Linked DNA regions of Arachis hypogaea: region 1 is linked to region 2. Evidence: chromatin contacts called from public Hi-C data. All regions are on one chromosome and are shown on one strand. Each heading gives the region's core, a stretch centred on a gene start, on an enhancer-like site or on the middle of the called end of the contact. The rest is flanking DNA. Distances are from core to core; before and after follow the strand shown.

Region 1 (3,613 bases), core at 242-2,741, 37 kb after region 2:
TTTAATAGAGATTTTTTAATTTTTTATTTTATTTTATTTTATTAGAGAATAATAGAAATCAAACTTTAGACTTTTTTATCTAAAAACTTTAATATCATATTATAAATTTATTTTTTTTAAAAAATTTAAATTAATAAAAATATATACATAATAATTAAATTTCTAACAAAAATGAGAAAAAATCTAAGAAATAAAAATGGAATAAACATGTAATAGATTAGTAATATGACCACTATGTATAGGATATGATAAATGTGAAGAAAATTATATGGAATCAAGAGAATTTTCCTTAGTGTAAAAACTATGAATTCTCTACATCTTATTAATTTCATGAATAACGATCTCTCCGATTTTATTAGTTATTGGGGTCTAGGGGAAAAAATGGAACTAATATTTTTTTTATCATAAAATTATTTTTTCTAATTGTTTAAATTAATAAAAAGATATAATATGAATCGTTATATCTCTAACACTCATCCTTAAGTAAGAACCTTTTTTGAATTCGTTTAATTTTTTATATAATTTTTTTTATACTATTTTTTCCATTTTTGAAGTTTACCAAAAATTAAACTTTAAATTTTTTAAACATAAAATTTTGATACCATATCATAAATTAATAGAAGAAAGAGACAATTTAAATATTTATATTTCTAATATTTTTTAACTAATAATAAATCTTTTTTTATTTTTCTTTTTTCTCCACAAAAATAATTTAAATTTATATTTTTGTCCATCCACTAGTTTATATATTGATTGATTGTTGATGAAAAGAAATATAGTTTTTTAACAAAATCATTAATTATAATGCTAACACGTGTTGTGAAAGATGAAAAAAGTCCCCTCCAAAATGAATGGCATATGAGAATGTAATGTAATAGAAACCACGTATTTATCTTTTCCACTCGCACATATCTAGTGTGATTCTGTGCTCAAATCAAGTGCAGAAGAAACAACTATCAATACTACTCGGATATTAAAATCGGCCACTAAAATTAATTATTAATTATTTGTATATAAATATAAATATAATTTAATTTATTTTTAATATATATTTATATTTTATTTATTTTATACTAATAACTATTTTTTATAATTGATTTTGGTATACATATAATATAATCAAAGAAAAAAACATATCTTAATTATGTCAACTAATTAATCTCAAATGTCAATGGTAATGCATTCAGCAAATCACTAAGAATATCAACGCAAAAAACAAAAGGAAAAAGCAATCCTAACCCTAATAATAGGTTGAAAGTGTTGAGAGTATAGAGCACATAGCATCATATATGGAACGTTTCAAGGCCAGGGGGAGGGAATGGAATTTCCGATCCATGTTCAAGATTTTGATGTTGTTGCTATTCTAATATGATTTTATCATATAATTGTAACATAATTCATCACTACTTCACTTTTAAGATAGTGACATAAGCCCTTTTAATTTTCCCCTTAATTGACATATTTCTAGCTTTTCTCTCTCTTTGAGTGATGCTATATTAGGCTTAACACACTCCTTACCAAGGCCAATAATTAATTAAGAATTGAGAGCAATGGTTCTAGCTTTTATGAAATGACAAAAGCTAAAATGTTATTTCTAAAGAGAATTATATTGTGAATATCTTTTAGTTTTGATTATCATAAATGCTTAAATTTAATTCATTATTATTATTATTATTATTATTATTATTATTATGTCTATGTCCTAAAGGAGTCTCCTAATACAGCCATAAAAAGCTAAATTTGTATTTGATTATATCAATTTATTTGTAGGAGTAGATATTATCACATATATGTCAGCTATCAGCATTCTTTAAATTTTAAGCCGGAAAATTTTAGATAAGAGAGATAACATAAACATACATTTCTTTAGTTCTTAACATGTAGTTATTAATTACATGTTAATATGTCACATTAAATTTTGAAATGCGTGAACGATAATGACAATGAAAGATAAAATAACATGCATCTTGATGATTTGCGGTCAGTTTAGGAATAATTCGTACCACTTGTCATTTTTTGCAACACTCACCCCAAGCTTTTGTCTTGTTTTGCAGTGTTCATTAACCACATTCAAGTAATATACTCCACTCATAATATAAAATATTTTACCTTATCGTTTAATTATATTAATTTTGAATAATTATTCATATAATTAATATAAAAAATAATTATTTTTAATGATATAATATTACGTAATAAAATAAATATATTTTTTAAATTAAATTTTAAGAATATAATTAAAAAAATAAAATTATACACATGAAAAACTCTCACCAGGATAAAAAAATTATTACCTTTTTAATTTATCGGTTAAAATTTTTTATTATGAAAAAAATGTGTATAATTTAATTTTATTAGTTGTGCGTGTATTTTTATTTTGATATGAGAATCAGTAATTAGATCTACTGATTATTTTGTAAGTTAATTTTTAAAATTTTTTAATATCAAATTCGAAGATTCGATTTGTTTGTAGTGATTTTTTTTTTTAAAAAATTATAAATTGGAGGGTCTAATTTTTATTCCTAACAAATTCGATATCCGATTTTTGTTTTTAAAAAAAATTGGACAGTCTAATTTTTATCTTTTAAATAAAAAAATTTTATATTTAAAAATAACATTCTTATAATCTATGATCCTAAAAAATACTATTTTCACCCCCAAATATAAAAAATAATTTCCGTAATCTATCTTGTCCTTCAGCATCACTTCATTTCCAATTTTGTTTGTTTGTTCATTTGTATCTGTCCTCTCTCTTATTGATTTCCCTGCCGTGTGCGAATGTCTAATTCTCTTCACTAATTTGTTGTGGTTCAACAATTTCAGTCAAATCATAAAATCAAAGATAAATAGATAATGTTGGTGTAAGCTACATAGTGCAATGCATTGAATGCATGTTGGTTCTTCTTTCTAAGTCTTCCATGACCAACAATTAATCCTAATTATTCTTTATCATAATTAATTTTTTCAATAGATAAAAAATTAACCATTCAAATCTAAAACATTATATGTGAATCATTCAAACAACTACTATTACAAATAGTGGGTTCATGCATGCATTCAATGAAAACAATCAATTGCTTCTATATGATAAGCCCATGTTATCTCTGTCCATTCCTAATTTTATTTTGATGTGATCCAATGCATCCCTTCAAGATGCACTGAAACCATTGCATTATAGCAACCAGAAATGTCTTTTCACTATAAGAGATATTTTCTTTTCTTTTCAACGTTGAATTGAAATTTTGCATCACCACTCCCAGATACTCTTCACCTATGTACATGTACAATTTCAAATGTGTTCTTAGTTTTATTTTAATATATTACTAATTAACATTTGACTTACGTAAATTTTAAAATTTTTTTTTACATGGGTTATGTATTAAAAATATAATTATTTATGTTACTTTTTTTATCAATTTAAATTATTGAAATGAATAATTTTAAGATATAATATTAGAATTTTATGTTCAAAAGATTTAGAGTTTAATTTTTGATAAATTTTAAAAATTTTTAAAAAAAAAGAGCATAAAATAAATAAAAAAATACAAAAAACTAAACAAATTAAAAAAAATTATTTTAAAAATATTAGAGAAATAATTATTTATATTACTTT
Region 2 (3,411 bases), core at 752-3,251:
AGTTTTTCGAGGAATATGCTCGGCTCGTGATGTTAGGGTTCCGAGGATAATGCTCGGATAATTCGGAGTGTTTATTAATTGAAATGTATGCTAACTGTTAGGATGAGAACTGTTTTGATTGCACAGTGGGTTGTATGGGTACAATGATTTGTTGCGTCCGGCCTCGTTAAAACCCTCCCCGAGTAAAACCCGTGTGTTTTTGGGAAAAAACCTTCGGAGGGGAAAAAGAGTACCATCATTCGCTATTTTACAAACTATGTTATGACTGATATTTCCTTAGAGAGGAGATATTCCATGTTCCTGGTAGCTGCTCTCCTCTGAGGGTTTCTAGTTTGTAAGCCCCCTTTCCGAGATTTTGGAGAACTCGGAAAGGACCTTCCCAATTTGCCGCTAATTTGCCATGTGCTGGTGGTTTTCGAGCATCTTCTGTTCGTCTGAGTACGAGGTCTCCATTGTTGAAAGACCTGTGAACTACTCTTTTGTTGTGTCTTCGCTCTAGGTATCGTTTTCTGGCTCGCTGCTTTATGGCGAAAACGTCTCTGTCTTCTTCTACAAGGTCCAATTCGGCTGTCCGAGCTTGTTGATTATTTGGTTGATTATAGAGCTCGGTCCTTAACATTGGGACGCTGACCTCTACTGGAATGAGCGCTTCTGCGCCATATACCAATTTGAAGGGAGTTTCCCCTGTGGCAGATTGGATGCTGGTGTTGTAACTCCATAGAATTTCTGGAATGAGGCCGGCCCGCTCTCCTTTAGCTTCGTCGAGCTTTTTCTTTAATCCATGCAAGATAATTCTGTTAGCTGATTCAACTTGTCCGTTAGTCTGCGGGTGCTGTACTGAGCTGAAGTGATGTTTAATGTTAAAATTTGTCAGAAAAGTGGCGAGCTTATGATCTGTGAATTGTCTCCCGTTATCCGAGATTATTTCTCTTGGGATACCGTATCTGCATATGATATTTTTCCATAGAAAAGATCGCACTTTTTCTGCTGTTATGTGTGCTAGTGGTTGTGCTTCTATCCACTTAGAGAAGTAGTCAATTGACACTAAGAGGAACTTTACCTGGCCTGGCGCTTTCGGAAAAGGTCCGAGGATATCCAATCCCCACCTATCGAAAGGCCAGCTTACCTCTATGGTATGGAGCTCCTCGGCTGGGGTCTCTTATAGGGTGGCGTGCCTTTGACAATTATCACATGATTTGACCTTTGTGATGCAGTCCCGTTTTATCGTCGGCCAATAGTATCCTGTTCGCAAGATCTTTGCTGCTAATGCTCGGCCGCCGATATGGTTGCCACAGACTCCTTCATGCGTTTCAGCCATAACTTCCTCGGCTTCCTCTTTGCTGATGCACTTGAGTAGTGGTTGTGAATGTCCCCGCCTGTATAGGGTGTTTCCGAGCACTGTATAGAAGCTTGCTCTTCTTCGGAAGAGCGGTAAGTTTGGTTCATCATTTGGCATAGTGCCTGTGTTGATGTAATCGAGAAAAGGTGTTCGCCAATCTGGGACCTGTGTAATGCTCAAAATTGTATCCTGCTCAAAACTTGGTTTGTCAAGTGTTAGATGGGACAGTGCCGATGTGTTTTCGACTTGCCGAGTTGTGGCTAACTTAGATAACACATCGGCCCTGGTGTTTTGTTCTCGGTTTACATGAATAATATTGAATTCTTTAAATTTTGAAATTAGATCCTTTGTTATGAGCCAATATTTCTCTAACAAAGGATCTTTTACCTGGAATTTGCCCTTTATTTGATGTACCACTAACGAAGAGTCGCAGTAGGCTGTTATTCGAGGTATGTGTAGTTGCAGGGCGAGCTTTAGTCCAGCAAGTAGGGCCTCGTATTCTGCCTGATTGTTGCTTGCGTTGAAGCAGAACTGTAGTGACTGCTCGGCCACCACTTTGTCTCCTTCTTTTAGTAGTATCCCTGCTCCACTGCCTTCTTTGTTTGACGCTCCATCCACATGTATGCTCCAACTGACCTCTGTATTATGTGTGTCATTAGTCATCTCCGATATAAAGTCGGCTAGCACCTGTGACTTCAGTGTTTTCCTTGATTCGTAATGAATATCGAACTCGGAGAGTTCGACCGACCACTTTATCAATCTGCCGGCGAGCTCGGGTCTGGTTAATATCTGCCTTAGCGGTTGGTCCGTTCGTACTATGATTGTGTGGCTCTATAAATAGTGCCGCAGTCTTCTTGCTGTGGTGATTAGTGCTAGCGCCAGTTGTTCTATCTTCGGGTACTGTGTTTCTATTGGTTGTAGTACCCTACTGATGAAGTATACTGGGTTTTGCTTTCTTCCTGTTTCTGTTACTAAGACCGAGCTTATAGCATGGTTAGATATTGATAGGTATAAATACAGTGGCTTACCTGTCTCTGGCCTTTAGAGGATTGGTGGTGATGTTAGGTGTTGTTTGAGTTCGGTAAAAGCATTCTCACATTCGTCTGTCTAGTTGAACTTCCTGCCTTTAGAGAATGTCTGGAAAAAGTGATAAGATCGCTTTGCCACTGCGGGTAGGAAACGTGATAGAGCAGCGATTCGTCCTGCAAGTTGCTGGACTTTCTTTACCGTTTTTGGGCTTGCCATGTTCAGTACGGCCTTGCATTTTTCTGGGTTGGCCTCGAGACGTTAACATGAATCCGAGGAACTTCCCTCCTTGTACTCCGAATGCACATTTGTCTGGATTGAGCCTCATGTTATATGCTCGGAGTTGTTTGAAGATTTCTACTAAGTCGTCACAGTGTGATCCCTGCATAGGTGTTTTGGCTACCATGTCATCTACATAGACCTCCATATTGCGGCCTATCTACTGCTGGAATACTCTGTCCATTAGCCTTTGGTATGTCGCACCTGCATTCTTTAGGCCAAAGGGCATTACCTTGTAACAAAAATTCCCATGTTCTGTTATAAAAGCTGTTTTGCTTTGGTCTTCTGGGTGCATTAGAATCTGGTTATAGCCAGAGTATGCATCCATAAAACTCAAAGCTTTGAAACCAGAGGCGTTATCAACTAATTTATCAATGCAAGGCAATGGGTATGCATCTTTAGGACAAGCTTTATTTAAGTTTGTAAAGTCGACGCACATGCGCCATTTACCTGAGCTCTTCCTTACCATTACCACGTTGGACAACCATGTGGTGAAGCGAATTTCTCTGATAAAGCCTGCATTGAGGAGCTTCTGGGTTTCTTCAAGTGGTGCTTGTTTTTTCTCCTCTCCGAGGTTCCTTTTCTTCTGTGCAACTGGTCGGATTATTTTGTCAATTGCTAGCTTGTGGCAGATGACTTCTGGGTTTATTCCAGGCATGTTATCTGGTGTCCATGCGAAAAGGTCGGCGTTCTCACGTAGTATGTGAATGAGTCTTGCCCGGTCTGCCCCTTCTAATGCTTCTCCAACATATGTGCATTGTTTGTCG

Evidence for each region. Hi-C and Micro-C count contacts between places; a contact is called where the count stands out from the background.
Region 1: a contact with region 2 is called in a Hi-C map of leaf, with 2.1 times the contacts expected there. The contact joins the enhancer-like site here to the promoter of LOC140180490 in region 2. A contact is called at or near these places in 4 of 8 Hi-C or Micro-C datasets (leaf and an unstated tissue).

What each region holds. Positions count from the first base shown.
Region 1 is chr17:11,628,895-11,632,507 of arahy.Tifrunner.gnm2.J5K5, forward strand. No RefSeq gene overlaps it. Among protein-coding and RNA genes, the nearest start is that of LOC112764501, 17 kb to the right of the region's middle. Within about 2 kb of position 1,492, at least 1 of the 3 cell types and tissues checked has open chromatin away from gene starts, as enhancers often do.
Region 2 is chr17:11,591,735-11,595,145 of arahy.Tifrunner.gnm2.J5K5, forward strand. It overlaps LOC140180490, which reads right to left and starts at 2,002. Exons shown (of 3, transcript XM_072221692.1): 1 at 1,727-2,002; 2 at 1,176-1,528; 3 at 260-944. The coding sequence starts at 2,002. The coding sequence ends at 260.